Regions from separate parts of the Zea mays genome. Here region 1 is linked to region 2. Evidence: chromatin contacts called from public Hi-C data. All regions are on one chromosome and are shown on one strand. The core of a region is the stretch at or near the end of the contact, and the rest is flanking DNA. Distances in the headings are between cores, read along the strand shown. Region 1 holds the start of LOC100127010 (anthocyaninless 2). Region 2 holds the start of LOC100281652.

What was found. A called contact is a pair of places that touch in the nucleus more often than the background predicts.
Region 1: a Hi-C map of endosperm shows a contact between it and region 2, with 4 times the contacts expected there. The contact joins the promoter of LOC100127010 here to the promoter of LOC100281652 in region 2. A contact is called at or near these places in 3 of 25 Hi-C or Micro-C datasets (ear, endosperm and tassel).

Annotation. Positions count from the first base shown.
Region 1 is chr5:68,084,271-68,091,141 of Zm-B73-REFERENCE-NAM-5.0, reverse strand. It overlaps LOC100127010 (anthocyaninless 2), which reads right to left and starts at 4,422. Exons shown (of 1, transcript NM_001112604.2): 1 at 2,880-4,422. The coding sequence starts at 4,390. The coding sequence ends at 3,203. LOC111589308 reads left to right here. Exons shown (of 3, transcript XM_023300130.2): 1 at 1-1,334; 2 at 1,549-1,820; 3 at 1,908-2,659.
Region 2 is chr5:67,934,294-67,940,826 of Zm-B73-REFERENCE-NAM-5.0, reverse strand. It overlaps LOC100281652, which reads left to right and starts at 2,377. Exons shown (of 9, transcript NM_001154571.2): 1 at 2,377-2,457; 2 at 2,737-4,156; 3 at 5,561-5,728; 4 at 5,982-6,147; 5 at 6,526-6,533. The coding sequence starts at 2,970.

The DNA.
Region 1 (6,871 bases), core at 3,173-5,672, 150 kb before region 2:
ATTTAGTGGTACGAGTGTTGCTGGGCTTGTGCACAGAGATTCTGTTCAATTCAGGCCAATACCATGGTTTTTCTTCAGATTGTGTAGTGAGGTTGGTTACAGGTCCTATAATTGGACTGAGCGAATATCTGAACCCACAGAACAACTCATGATGGTGTTGTCATCTCTAGCTTGGTCAGGTACTCAGACAGTTACCACACTAAAATTACAAGATCAAATTCAGCAGCAAGACATTATGGTGCTCATTGACTCTGGATCTTCTCATACTTTTATCAGTGACAAATTGCGACCAATGTTATCGGGTGTGGAACCTCTGGTTAACCCAATCACAGTTCAACTGGCTATTAGACAAGTTATTCCTTGCCATTACCATTTGCCTTTAGCCAAGTGGAGTATGTCGGGCTGTCACTTTTCAGCAGACCTGAAGTTCTTGCTAATACCTTCATTTGGTCAAGTTATTACTTGCAATTATCAGGTGCCTTCAGCTGAGTGGACCATGCCTGTTCGCAGTTTTTCAGTGGATCTCACGTTTTTACTCTTACCCTTGTTTGATCTGGTCGTGGGCATGGACAGGCTGCAACGATATAGTCCTATGCCAGTGAACTGGTCTAACAAATGGATGATCATTCCCTATCAAGGAGCAACTAGGTGTTTACAAGGTGTTCACCCTTCTGTTCCCACAGGAGCAATAGTGGAGCTGTGGTTACTCTCGGCCACCTCCCAGCAGAACCGTTTCCCTGACAGCAAGATGCCAACAATCAATACTCAGGTGCAGGATATTCCTTCCCAGTTTTTGGATATTTTTGAGGATCCAGTTGGGTTGCCTCCAAGCAGGCCGGGTGATCACAATATCCCTCTGTTACTCGGTGCACATATGTTTACTGTGTGCCTCTATCAGTACACACCGGCTCTCAAAGATCATGATACGCAAGCACAAGAGTTGTTGACTCAATTGGCCATCGTCTCAGCATATCCCAATTCACCTTTCACTATGCAGTTGGTACATGGTCCAAGTGATCTGGTCAGGGATGGATGCTTCGCATGCAACTTGGGAGGACGCCGAAGCGCAGAAGAATCGCTTCCCATCAGCGACCGCTTGGGGACAAGCGGCGTTCGAAGAAGGGGGGAATGTCAGCATCAGCCCTTCGATAGAGCAGGTCTTGCCGGTTGTGGCACAGGAGCAGTTGAACGCTGAGTTGGATGATGGGCCAGAAGAGCAAGCTGATGATGGGCCGAGAAGGGGCGTTCGTCAAAGGAAAATGAACCCACGAATGCACAAGCAGAGACTGGAGTATATATATATTAGGAATGTGTTGTGGTAGAGGGTATGAAATGTAATAACCTAAACTTCCACTTGTTTCCAGCCGTCACGGCGCTACCAGCTCTCTGCCATATCTCTCTGTTCCTCTGTATCTTCCTCTTCTCTCATACATCTCCACTAGTAATCTGTTAACAAATTTCCGTGCTTAAATTTAGCCCAGACCTGCTAGCCTGTTTTGTTGGCTAGATTCTCATCATCGTTTCCTTGTATATTTTTGCATATTGCAGTTTTGTAGGCTAGCAGCTGCGACCGTCTTCTCCTATTACTATCTGAAGCTCTGAACTTGGAAGATAACTCTCTCAGCCTTAGCGGTCTGGTGCTGACCGGTAACCGCCGCGCCTGGGATTCTGAGCTGTGGGTGATGTTCTTGTACTTTCTTTATTGATGGCGAATGCAGAAGGTTCTTGCCTCGTGAGATGTCCAAACTGTCTCGACATTCTCCCAGAACCGCACAACGTTATAGTCTACAAGTGCGGCGGATGTGGCACCATCCTTCGTGGTAATTTTGTTTGGTAGTCCGCTGAGAAATAAAGTTTATCATTTGTTTGCTCATAGTTTCTGAAGTACCCTCGTTGTGCTTTTGCAGCTAAAATCTGTGCTAGCAATGGCCAACACATGGCTGCAAAACAAGGTCGCCAAGACTCTGACAGTTATTCGGTCGCTACAGCTGTGAGCAATGGGGCGCCTCCTCGAAATAAAGAGCGAGGCTCAGAGAGCTCCTTCAATGTTGATGCTCCTAGCTTCGAGCATGGCAACAATAGGACAGGGAAGGGTGAAAATGGTGATGATGTGCTGGCTAGGCAGAATGCTATGGTGGTTCACCATGCTGAGAGCAAGGAAAACCACACTGTGGAATAACCTACAGAGAATAGGGTGAAAATGGTGATAATGTGCTGGCTAGGCAGAATGCTATGGTGGTTCACCATGCTGAGAGCAAGGAAAACCACACTGTGGAACAACCTACAGAGAATTCAAAGACCTTCCGAGTAGTAAGTGGACGTGATGATATAGAACAACTCTAATAACAAAATGGTTTCTTTTGAGAACAGCAAAGCAGTCGCGGCCGTCAGTATGCAAGATCCTGAGCAGAAGGAAGCAGGCAGAGTCAGAGCTGAACATGCAACTAACAAGAAGGGTTATCTTGTGAGGGTACTATCTTGGTCCTGTGATCTTCAATAGTCACGACTCACGAGACTCGACTGATTTCCATTGTGCACGGACTTCTCTGCAGCCGAAAAGTTTTAGAGCCAGTGAGATTGTATTTGATTTCCATTTGTCATGAGACTCGTCAAACAAAAGGCAATTGAGATTATATTTGAAATATTTTGATGATTATAAGGATTTTTGGGTTGACCGGAAGTAGCCTCTACTCTCTACTCTTATAATACACCAGTTTTCATCGTCGTAGTGCGTCAGGAGATGGATGGTGCAGGAGATTAACAACATTTTGGTTGTTGGTAAATAATTTGAGTTAGGATCGATGATAATAAATCTCTTGTGTATTTTTATGTAATCGTTGTATACTCATATTTTATAAAATATTGGTATTGTTTATTTTTTTACTAGTGATGGTACAATCTTATATATCTTTTAAAGTATATAAATCTTAACTTTTAGTTACGCTAACAAAATTATAGAATAATAATTAGTGTTTTGGTATATCAAATTATTTTATTATATTGATTTCGTAACAACATATATAATATTAGTGTTACAGTAATATTTTAACACATGGATTTTATATATCATAGATACTATTTTTTTTCTCGTAGTAACGTAGGAGCATGAAACTAATATAAATATATGGAAAATGCTGATGGATCCTTATTAATTTCGCGAGAGAAGATATGCGTGGGCGGATGGAAAGACATGTGCAGCCCATCAGTTGGTCTGCGGCGGCGGCTCGTGGCGGTGGTGGTCACCATTGCCGCCATCCTCTTCCTCTGCTTTTGCTTTGTGCTGCTGTTTCTTCTTGAAAAGCTTGCGATCCAGGTGCTGCTTGAATGTGCGCGGCGTGAACCTTGCGGGGTGGCCTTCCGTGACAAGCTCCGGCAGCGGGTGCAGCAGCACGGAGTCTGGTGGCGGCTCGCAGAAGACGACCCAGGAGATGCGCACGGCCTCCCGGTTGACGAGGCCGCGGTGGAGGACGCTGGTGTAGCGGCCGTTGCTGAGGATCTCCAGGGCGTCCCCCACGTGGACGATGATGGTGCCCGGCTCGTGGCGCGCCGTCACCCAGCGGGCGCCGTGGAGCACCTGCAGGCCCGGCACGCCGTTGTGGAGGATGAAGGAGAGGGCGCTGACGTCCGTGTGGGCCTCCACGCCGACGGCCAGCTCCGGCTGCGGGCACCTCGGGTAGTAGTTGATCTTGAGCTGCAGGAGGAGGTCGTCGTCAGCTGCTGTCCTGGTGGTGGTGGTGGTGAGCGCCTTCTCTAGCGCGTCGCCACGGTCTGTGCCAAGGAGGCCCATGGAGAGGATGGCGAGCAGCGTGGAGGCCAGGTCCCGCGTTCGGCGGCCGAAGTCGCGGGTGGCGGCGATGTAGTCGGGCGGGTACGCAGGCCAGAGCGCGTGGTCGGCGAGCCCGTCGGGGTGCACAAGGTGGAAGAGGTAGTCCTCCCACTCGCGCTGCCCGCAGGTGTTGGTGGCGAGGCGGCTGCCGTAGCCCTGCAGGCGGCCGGCGGCGGGGTCGTTGGCGTAGGCCTCCTTGTCCTGGACGGGGAGGGCGAAGAAGGCGGTTCCTGCGGCGCGCAGGCGGTCCATGAGCTCGGCGGGGATGCCGTGGCCGGCGATGTGCATGACGCCCCAGTCGGCGGCGGCGGCACGCACGGCCTCCACGCATTCGTCCCGCTGCTGCTGCTGGCTGCTGCTGTCGAGGAACGGGGAGATGTCGACGACGGGGATCCTCGGCGCGGTGTGGTCGTTGGCATGGGTGCGCGCCAGGTCGAAGGCATCCCCGAGGCCGGCTCGCTCGTCGGCGGGGCGGACGTACTCGGGCGGGATGGCGGAGAGGCCGCTGAGGCTCAGAGCCTCCACGCGTGCCGCCGGCAGCTGCAGCAGCGGCGACGACTCCATGTCTCTGCTTGCTTTAAGATGGATGGATCGTCGTCGAGATGGATGCATCTCTGCTAGGAGCTTCTCGAGATGTATATATATTGCTGTACATACAATACAAGCCTGTTGTTGTTAGCTACTTAGCTGCCTGCCATTCGTCTTGACTGGTGGTTGCGATCGCGACGACAGGCATAGGCATTGCATGGAGGAGCCAGCTACCACCCGAACACGTGCCAAGGGAAAAAAATTTGGTGCAGCACTGCTGCAAACCAGAGTGTTTGCAGCCCCTCACAAAAAAGAGGATAGACCCCACCCGCAGCAACAATAATACAACTAAAACGTTATCTGCTGGACCTGCAGGTGGGGTCTATCCTCCTTTTTGTGAGGGGCTGCAAACCACTCTGGTTTGCAGCAGTGCTGCACCAAATTTTTTTCCGTGCCAAGCGCCACCCAATCCGACGGTCACCTGCTGGTATATGTGGCCAGCGGCGGCGGGCGAGACCATTCCGTGGCACCTTGGGATTAGCTTGATGCTTGGCAGGATTATTGTTGATCACTGGAATCAGCCATGGGTCACTCAAATCAATACATGTGTACGTTAATTCTATACTAGTTAGATGTCCGTACGTCGTTAGGTAGATCTTATTTAAATAGAATAGTTATTCAAACACTTGCATTCCTCAAATAAATAGATCTAAGGTACCGTTTAGTTTGGGGTGACTAAAGTTTAGTCACTTTTAGTCCCTAAAGAATTAAATATGGTGACTAAAGTGTTGTGACTAAACTTTAATTCTTTAGTCACCAAGGGATGGCTAAAAGGGATTAAAGTAGGATTTTTACCTTATTTGCCCTCTTCACTTTCTTTTTGCAGCAAATATCCACTAATTAATATGGACAACATAGTCATTATTTACATCAATTAATGCTCTTTAGTCTGGTTTAGTCACTGAAACCAACGAGGTACTTTAGCGATTAAACTAAAGTTTAATCTAGTGACTAAAGTAACAAACAGGGTGAAGTAAAATAAGCGTGTATTCCTCAAACAAATAAAATATAACAAATAAGATCATCAATAACTAAATTCAGCCGTATATGATCTAAATATTTTTTCAATGTTTTTTCTCTATCGGCAATAACTAAATTCAGAAGAAACCATAATTTTTAACAAATTGATTTAACATTAATTTCATTTATAGCAAACTATTATCATGGCATTCTTTAACAAAGAATTAATCGTGTGCTTCAGTTTACAAGAGGTACAATATACTCATCAAACACTCATAAACAAACAAATATTGAATTTTTAAATATAAAAACGAAAAAAGGAGGTCACGTGATAACAAACGCCGAGATTCTCCCACAGCTTCTCGGCACAACGCTTCCCACGCAAGCCGCAATACAATGGTAGGAAAGAATCAGCCAAAGCACCGCGTGTCCGCGTCCGTAGAAAAGTGGTCCACACCTGTGACCCTTCGACTGATTTTTTTTTCATTTTAGGACCCTTTTGCAGAGAAATTTCACATTTAGATTCTTGTAGGAACAATTCTTAAATTTAGACTCTTTGCTCAGCGTCATGAGCCATGGCACCAAAGTAACACGTTTCAGCGTCACAGATCTTGGCGCCGAGGTGTTGGCCCCGATGACGTAGATGGATCGAGCTGGCAGCTCACGTGGTCTAGTTTTGTGTTAGACCTTGGCGCCGAGGTCTAGGTCTGTGATATAGATCTTCGTAAATGGTGCGCTTGCTGGTGATGCTGTTGTCGCTTACGGAAACTACGTCCCCCTAACCATTGAGCAGCAACAGCATCAACAAGCAACAGTCGCAGAGGCCAAGGGCAGCCAGCAGCAGCAGCCGGAGGAGGCTAGCAGCGACGGCGGGGGCGATAATCCTGGCATCCCAGCTACTACCGCCTGTGGCGAGAAGCGCCGCCGGCACGTACGTTCGACTTGCAGCTCACGCTGCCGGAGAAGTCCAGCGAGGAGACAAGGACGATCTCCAGGTGCAGGAGCAATACGACAACATCGTCCTCGCTCTCGATGAGATTTTCTCCAAGATCACGTTGAATACTCAGAAATCTATATTTCCAGTTCCTGGATACAAAGGCGGAGCACGGATAAGAGAGAACTAGGATCACGTTCACATGAAGGAAGAACTAGCAGCAAATGGGGACAGGCAAGAAGGATCCTTGTTGCTAATTGCTATGTAGCGACATTTTTTCCCTTCTAGAGAGAACTATTTAGCTAGTTCTTGTGAGTATCCTTCGCTACATCTATTTACCCTACTGTCGGAAGGGGAAACCAGAAAGAATCACACTTTTCATCTATTTACCCTTCTTGTGAACTTACGTTGCTACATCTATTTACCCTATTGTCTGAAGGAGAAACCAGAAACATGGAAGGACCTGAAATCTCAAGATAAAATACAGTCGTATGTGGGAAAAGGGTGCTAATTAGTGAACATCACTTCAAATTCTTACCATTGTAATGCCAGGAAACACGAAG
Region 2 (6,533 bases), core at 1,128-3,627:
ATCTAATCTAGCAACCTCAAACACCATGGAGTCCATTGCGCCAATGTGGTCTCAGAAATGACCTAATGCATGCAAGAGCCAAGAACACAAGGGACGAGCACCCTGTGGTAGTGCCCATATGGATCTTCAAATCCTAACATATATTTTGCAAGATCAATGAGCCATCATCAGAAGAACACAAACCACGTGCAGATAATATACATATGTACAATTTATATTCAATATTCAAAACAACTGAGCATGATGTTCTAGTGATTAGACGACTTCATCCAGTGTATCTCGCCATCAGGGCGTGGCTTCGAACCCCATCTCCTGCACCGCTTTTTAACATTTTACGCCGATTTAACTAAATGGTCCGACGGGCTAACGGGCCGGCCGACACGGTCAGCAGGCGTGTCATGCCTGAGCCAGAGCTGCGGCCCGCGAGCGTTGGGCTTAGCGGGCCCGTGCCAGGCCGCCCGTTTGCCCATCTATCTATGCGCCGAGGTGTGGTTTGGGACGTGAAGGTTGGTTGCAAGGAGGGGACGGGCGTGCAGTGGGTTAATTTGAAATAGATGTGAGAGATTATTTGTAAAAAGATGATGCGGACCGGTGAAACTGGTGCTTTAATATAGTAGAGATAGAGATAAAGACTAAACTAAGTTTCAAAACTAAAAATTAATTTCACCATTGTGTTCGTCGCTTGATATATTTATCTCTAGACCAGTCATTATATTTTTTAACAGTGTCAGTCATTATATTTATCAGGATCAATCATTCTATAAATACTCAGTCATTCCATCCTTTACTCTCAGATATTTATAATAATTATTGAGATAAGCAGCTATTTTATTATGGTTATTATAGTTATTAGGATCAATCATTCTATAAATAACCAGCCATTTATAAGAAATACTGAGATAATAAGCAACGGATGAGCGAAACGGGCGTGAGATGGGCATTAAGGTAATAAACTAGCTTTGGACTCGTTAAAAACCGAGCTATAGAATTAGCTTGACTTATTTCGTTTGTCAAGCTTATTTAGTTCACGAGCCAAAAAAACAATATACATATACTATCTAACAATATATTCAATTGCTAGTTAATTTCAGACCAATTTAATATTAGAAAAAGAATAATAATGCTCATAATTTCATATTTCAACACTAAATTAATATAATTCATTACTTATTAGTTCATTCAACATTAGTGTAGGTTTTGTTTGCTCATAAATGCTAGCTTATTTGAGCTAACGAGCTTGGCTCATTAACCGATCGAGATACTAGATCAGCTAATGACAAAATTGGAACGAGTCGAAACGATAGAACCAAACTGACTACGAATCGAACGAACTGGCGAGCCACGAGTATTTTGTTCAGCCCTTGGTTCAGATCAGGCCAGTAAAGCCACACAACCGACCTAGAGCGCCAAATTTAATTCTGGCCGATCAATAATAATACAAGGAAGAAAAAGAAGATTTATTTTTCAACGATGAGCATCGCACAATAATGCATTTATTTATTATAAGATGAACATGCATGCATGCGTGCATGAATATATTCCCCCACGCTAGCTAGCTGCTACCTGCTAGCTATGTCGACGACTTTTAGTTATTTATTAATTTGACAAATGGCTGCGGTGGACACGCATGGATTTGATTCGAGATGCTCGGCGGTGACTCGATCTTTCGTTAGCTAGCTTGAAGAAGCTACGAACCCTGAGGCGCCTTGTAGCTAGCTAGAGAAGCAAAAGCTACGTACCAAAAGCTCCAGCTAACAAAGGCAGGGTAAAAGTATTCGTGACCTAGTGGAAGAAATATTTCTTTGATCTTCTTCATGTGTATCCAGAAAAGAAAAAGATAGTAAAGCATATGCTTATATATATAGTAGATGCTTATGCATGCATGTCGGAGTACATATGTACTACTTACTTATAGCAGTAGCAAGCTACAAATGCATATGGTAGCTAGGTGTTGGATGCATGGATTGCTGCTGTTCCGGCGATCTTCCGGCCAGAGCATGAGATAGATCGATCGATCGAGAGTACTACCGGCCGGCCAGAGCATCTGCTACTGTTCCGGCGATCTTCCATCAGCGGATCAGCGGAGGTATGTAATTTACATACCCGGCAACCTGTAATCTACAGTTATTTGGAAGCCCAGGATATATATATATATGGATTTGTTTTTTAGGAAAAAAAAATTCTCATGCATTTTAGATAAATACAAAATACACACATTCTAGACTACGTACGCACGTAGATTATTTTCACTTTGCTCGTAAATCAATAAACAACTTTCCCATACCATGAGAATGAAGGCAGGCCCAGCCCAGCCCAGCCCAGTCCAGTCCAGTCCAACCCAAACCTCAACCGACACTCCCCGTGGGGGGCGGTGCCGTCGCCGGCGACTCGCCAATTTTGATTTGAAGAAAAGAAACCACCAGCCACCACGCCCGCGGCCGTCAGCCGGAGGTGAAGGTGAGGCAACCAATACCCGGATGGATTCCTCTATTAGCTACGTACTAGTCTGATTCCCCCACCGTCACTCCTCGGGCCGCCCCCAGTATTTTTCGATTCCATTACCTGAGGAATAATCTCATTAGTTAATTATTTGGGTTTGAACCAGATACGCATGCAATGCATGCAGGCAGGGTGTTCTGTTTCATCATTCTTTTTTTTTCTTCTCATCTCCGGCACGGGGACGGGGATCAGATTCACGCCACTTTATTATTTATTACTATGCTCACCACTTCTCAGCACGCAATTCATTACAAAAGGGTCCCCTGCCAAGATCCAACACTCATGAATTGCAACAATACGGATCGGAGACAGCGAGCAGATCTCGCGGACTTGCAATTGTAACTCATCTAATCCCTTATTACTTTCGTCGTTGTCGTCGTCGTCGTCGTCGTCGTCGTCATCATCATTTTGTGCAGCCTGTTTTATCTTCTTGCCGCAGCCCCTGCTGAGCTGTGAGCTGTATGCATGGCATGGCCACCCCTGTGGCGCCTCTTCTCCATGATGAGCCTCAAGCTGCTGGTATCTTACTCCCAGGGACAACCCAGCATTCAGATCAAACAAACTCTGACTCTAGAGTTGGAGAGCTTATACTGCCTAATGGGGATACTTATCGTGGCGCGTTATCGGGCAACACGCCACATGGCCCAGGTTGTTATATCTGGTCCGATGGTTGTGTTTATGAGGGTGATTGGAGGAGAGGCCTCAGGCATGGCCGAGGCAAGACGCTGTGGCCAACAGGGGCCACCTACACAGGTGACTACTCCGGTGGCTACATTTATGGTCAGGGAACGTATACCGCCGGGCTTAACAGTTACAGGGGAGGCTGGAAGCTGAATCTTAAGCATGGCCACCTTGGCCTACAGACATATCCCAACGGAGACACTTTTCAAGGTTCTTGGGTGCATGGGCAAATGCAGGGGCATGGCACCTATACCTGGGCAAATGGGAACACTTATGTTGGCGCCATGAAAGATGGGGTCATGTCAGGCAAAGGAATTCTCACATGGAACAATGGAGATTCATTTGAAGGGAACTGGTTAGATGGTGCCATGCATGGCTATGGAATCTACACATGGAAGGACTCTGGCTACTATGTAGGAACCTGGACAAGGGGGGTCAAGGACGGAAAAGGCACGTTCTATCCAAAATGCCGTGGGATTCCGGTTACCGACATCGACGATTTAAGAAACAGAGGTGTACTGCCTGGTGCTGAAAGCCAGACTCATGGTTCCCGTATCCTTCACTCTGCCTCATCGGACATGGCAGACATGGTGGCTAGCAGAAATCAGGACTCTGTAGGTATTTCATCTGTTAGAAGCTTGAATTTTGAGAAAACTCGCTCCACTAATGTGCTACTGGAAAGAAGGTGGAGCCTTGGAGTGGCTATTGAAAAATTCCTCGGTCGCGAAACCAATGAAAGTTCTGCAATTGAAAGATGTGAAAACAAGGCTGATTCCAACCTTCCTATACTGGAACGGGAATATATGCAAGGTGTTCTCATCAGCGAGGTCGTGGTGGATGCAAGCTTCTCGAATCCATTAAAAAGGGTATCACGCCGCCAGAAGAAAATAGTGAAGGACATAAAGAAACCTGGGCAGACAATAATTAAAGGACATAGGAGTTATGATCTGATGCTCAGTCTGCAGCTTGGAATCAGGTAATGAATACAATGAGACACCAGGAGGAACTGATATTTGAATGTCTTCACTTTCTATTTCGCTCCTTATCAATGTTCTCCATTATATGTTGTTAAATGCTTGAAATTGTATTAACCCATATGCAAGGTTCCAGAATGTATATCATATAAGCCACCTACTGTGCATGAACTGCATATATCTACCTCCATTTACCAAAATAGTTATGAATTATTTGTCTTTGCAGTGTCAACAAAATGCGAAGGAGAACTAGGTGGCGGCTTTCTGTCATCTAAAAGTAATTGTAGAGCATAACTGACCGGTTAGGAAATGACTTTCGGCTGGAGAACTAGGTCTTTCCATTGGGTGCTCCGTAAACCCATAACTTTTACTTAAGATTAGCAGTTGTGGAGTGAGAGGTATACACATGGAATGCGAACTTGATAGTTGATCAGAAGTTATGACTTCAGACATTTTTATCACAAACTTTAACAAAGCAAGTGCTACATAATACAAACCAGTGTCAATTATCTTGTTCATGTTTGCATTACAGAATGTAGTGGAAGAGCGAGTGTCATGATGGTGATGCAAATTGTAGCAAATGTGTGCATTTGTGGTCCTCATCTGGAGCCAAAGATCTCCAGGAGTTCCTTGTAAGGTTGCTTACTGTGGACATTTGATCCTCTGTTCTTTTTGGTAGTCTTTTATGGTCCCCTTCTTTGTTTGCTGGCTGATAGTCTGGTTCTGGTTGTGTTGGTTGTGTCATTGTGTGCCTTGGCCATTGGGTGTGTTGGATCCTTGGAGGCAGGGACGAAGGCGGTGGGGTGGCCAGGCTCGAGCCCCTCCTACCACTGCCGAGCCCATGGAGCCCCACTAGAACCTCCCCTAAGATTTTTAGTGTATACATATAATGTAGAAGGGGTTCCTATATTGCAGTGGTTTAGTTTAGTCCCTCATAAAATTTTTTCTGCCTCCGTCCCTACTTGGAGGTGTGTGTGTGTGGAGGGGGGTCTTTTCTTCCTCCCCTATGTACTTTCCCTTTCTAAGGAAATGATAACGCAGATCTCCTGTGTGTTTGAGACTTTGAGTAAAAAAAAAGCAGAAGAGCACTAAATTTCTGTAGTTCTTAAAGTGCAATGCTGTTCAAAATGTGATTTTTCATATGGAGTTCATAATAGGGAATTGGAGTGATGGTTAAGCATATAGTTGGTTATAGTAAGAGCAATTAAAGCACTAAGGGAAGCTCCAAGTCTTACAAAGTTTCACTGTTATTGACATTCTTTTTTTAACACAAACTGTTATTGACATTCTGGAGTTTGTTTCTTAATGGTATAGAAAAATGTACCAGAATGTTCTAGTATATCTACTATCAACAGGGCATTGTCTTATTGAAATATCCAACTGAATGATTATACATTTATACTCAGGTATACAGTTGGAAAGATTACACCTATTCAGAGACGTGAAGTGCGAGCTTCTGATTATGGTTCCAGAGCAAGTTTCTGGATGAACTTCCCCAAAAATGGTTCACGACTTACTCCTTCACATCATGCTGATAATTTTAAATGGAAAGACTACTGCCCAATGGTGTTCAGGTTTGTTGCGTAGTATCCCATTATCGAGGTTGTGAACCTAAGCAACTTCAGTGAAAAGAACATGAGGCCCTACAGATTGTATGAGAATAACTTAGTGATCATAAACAATATAGTCTTTTGCTTAGAAAAACAATTAATGTAACTTAGAACCATAACGACGAGAATGTTACCTTGTTTTGCACCTGATTGGTGCCTCTACCTGTACTGCTTTGTATTTCAGAATTTAATAAGAACTACTTGTGTATCTGTGTAGAAATTTGAGGGAGATGTTCAAGATTGATGCAGCGGATTATATGGTTTCCATTTGTGGAAGTGACGCACTTAGGGAGCTATCTTCTCCTGGAAAGAGTGGAAGTGTCTTCTTTCTATCTCAGGATGATCGATTTATGATCAAGACTCTACGGAAGTCTGAAGTGCAGGTTTTCTATTCAGCAATGCCTTGTGCCATTTTTTCTTTTCCCAGATTAATAATACTATGTTTTGGAAAATACATCCTATTAGATTATGAGTTAGTAAATTGTATGGATCATATGGTTTTAGTAAACAGAAATGGGACCAGTCATATAAACCATCCCATCTTCTACCAAATTCCTATTTGTTGATAAAAGGTTGGATATATTCAATAGTCCAGAACTTTTAGCTTACCTAGCCATGGTGCTCAACTTGTTTCATGACAAAATATAGTATGGCCTTTTTGTTACTCAGCTTGTTGTCATGGGTAATATTTTTCGATCTTTTTTATGGTTAAATTGTTTGACAGTTCATACCAGTTCTAAACTGTCAAAAAATTCTTGCAGGTTCTTCT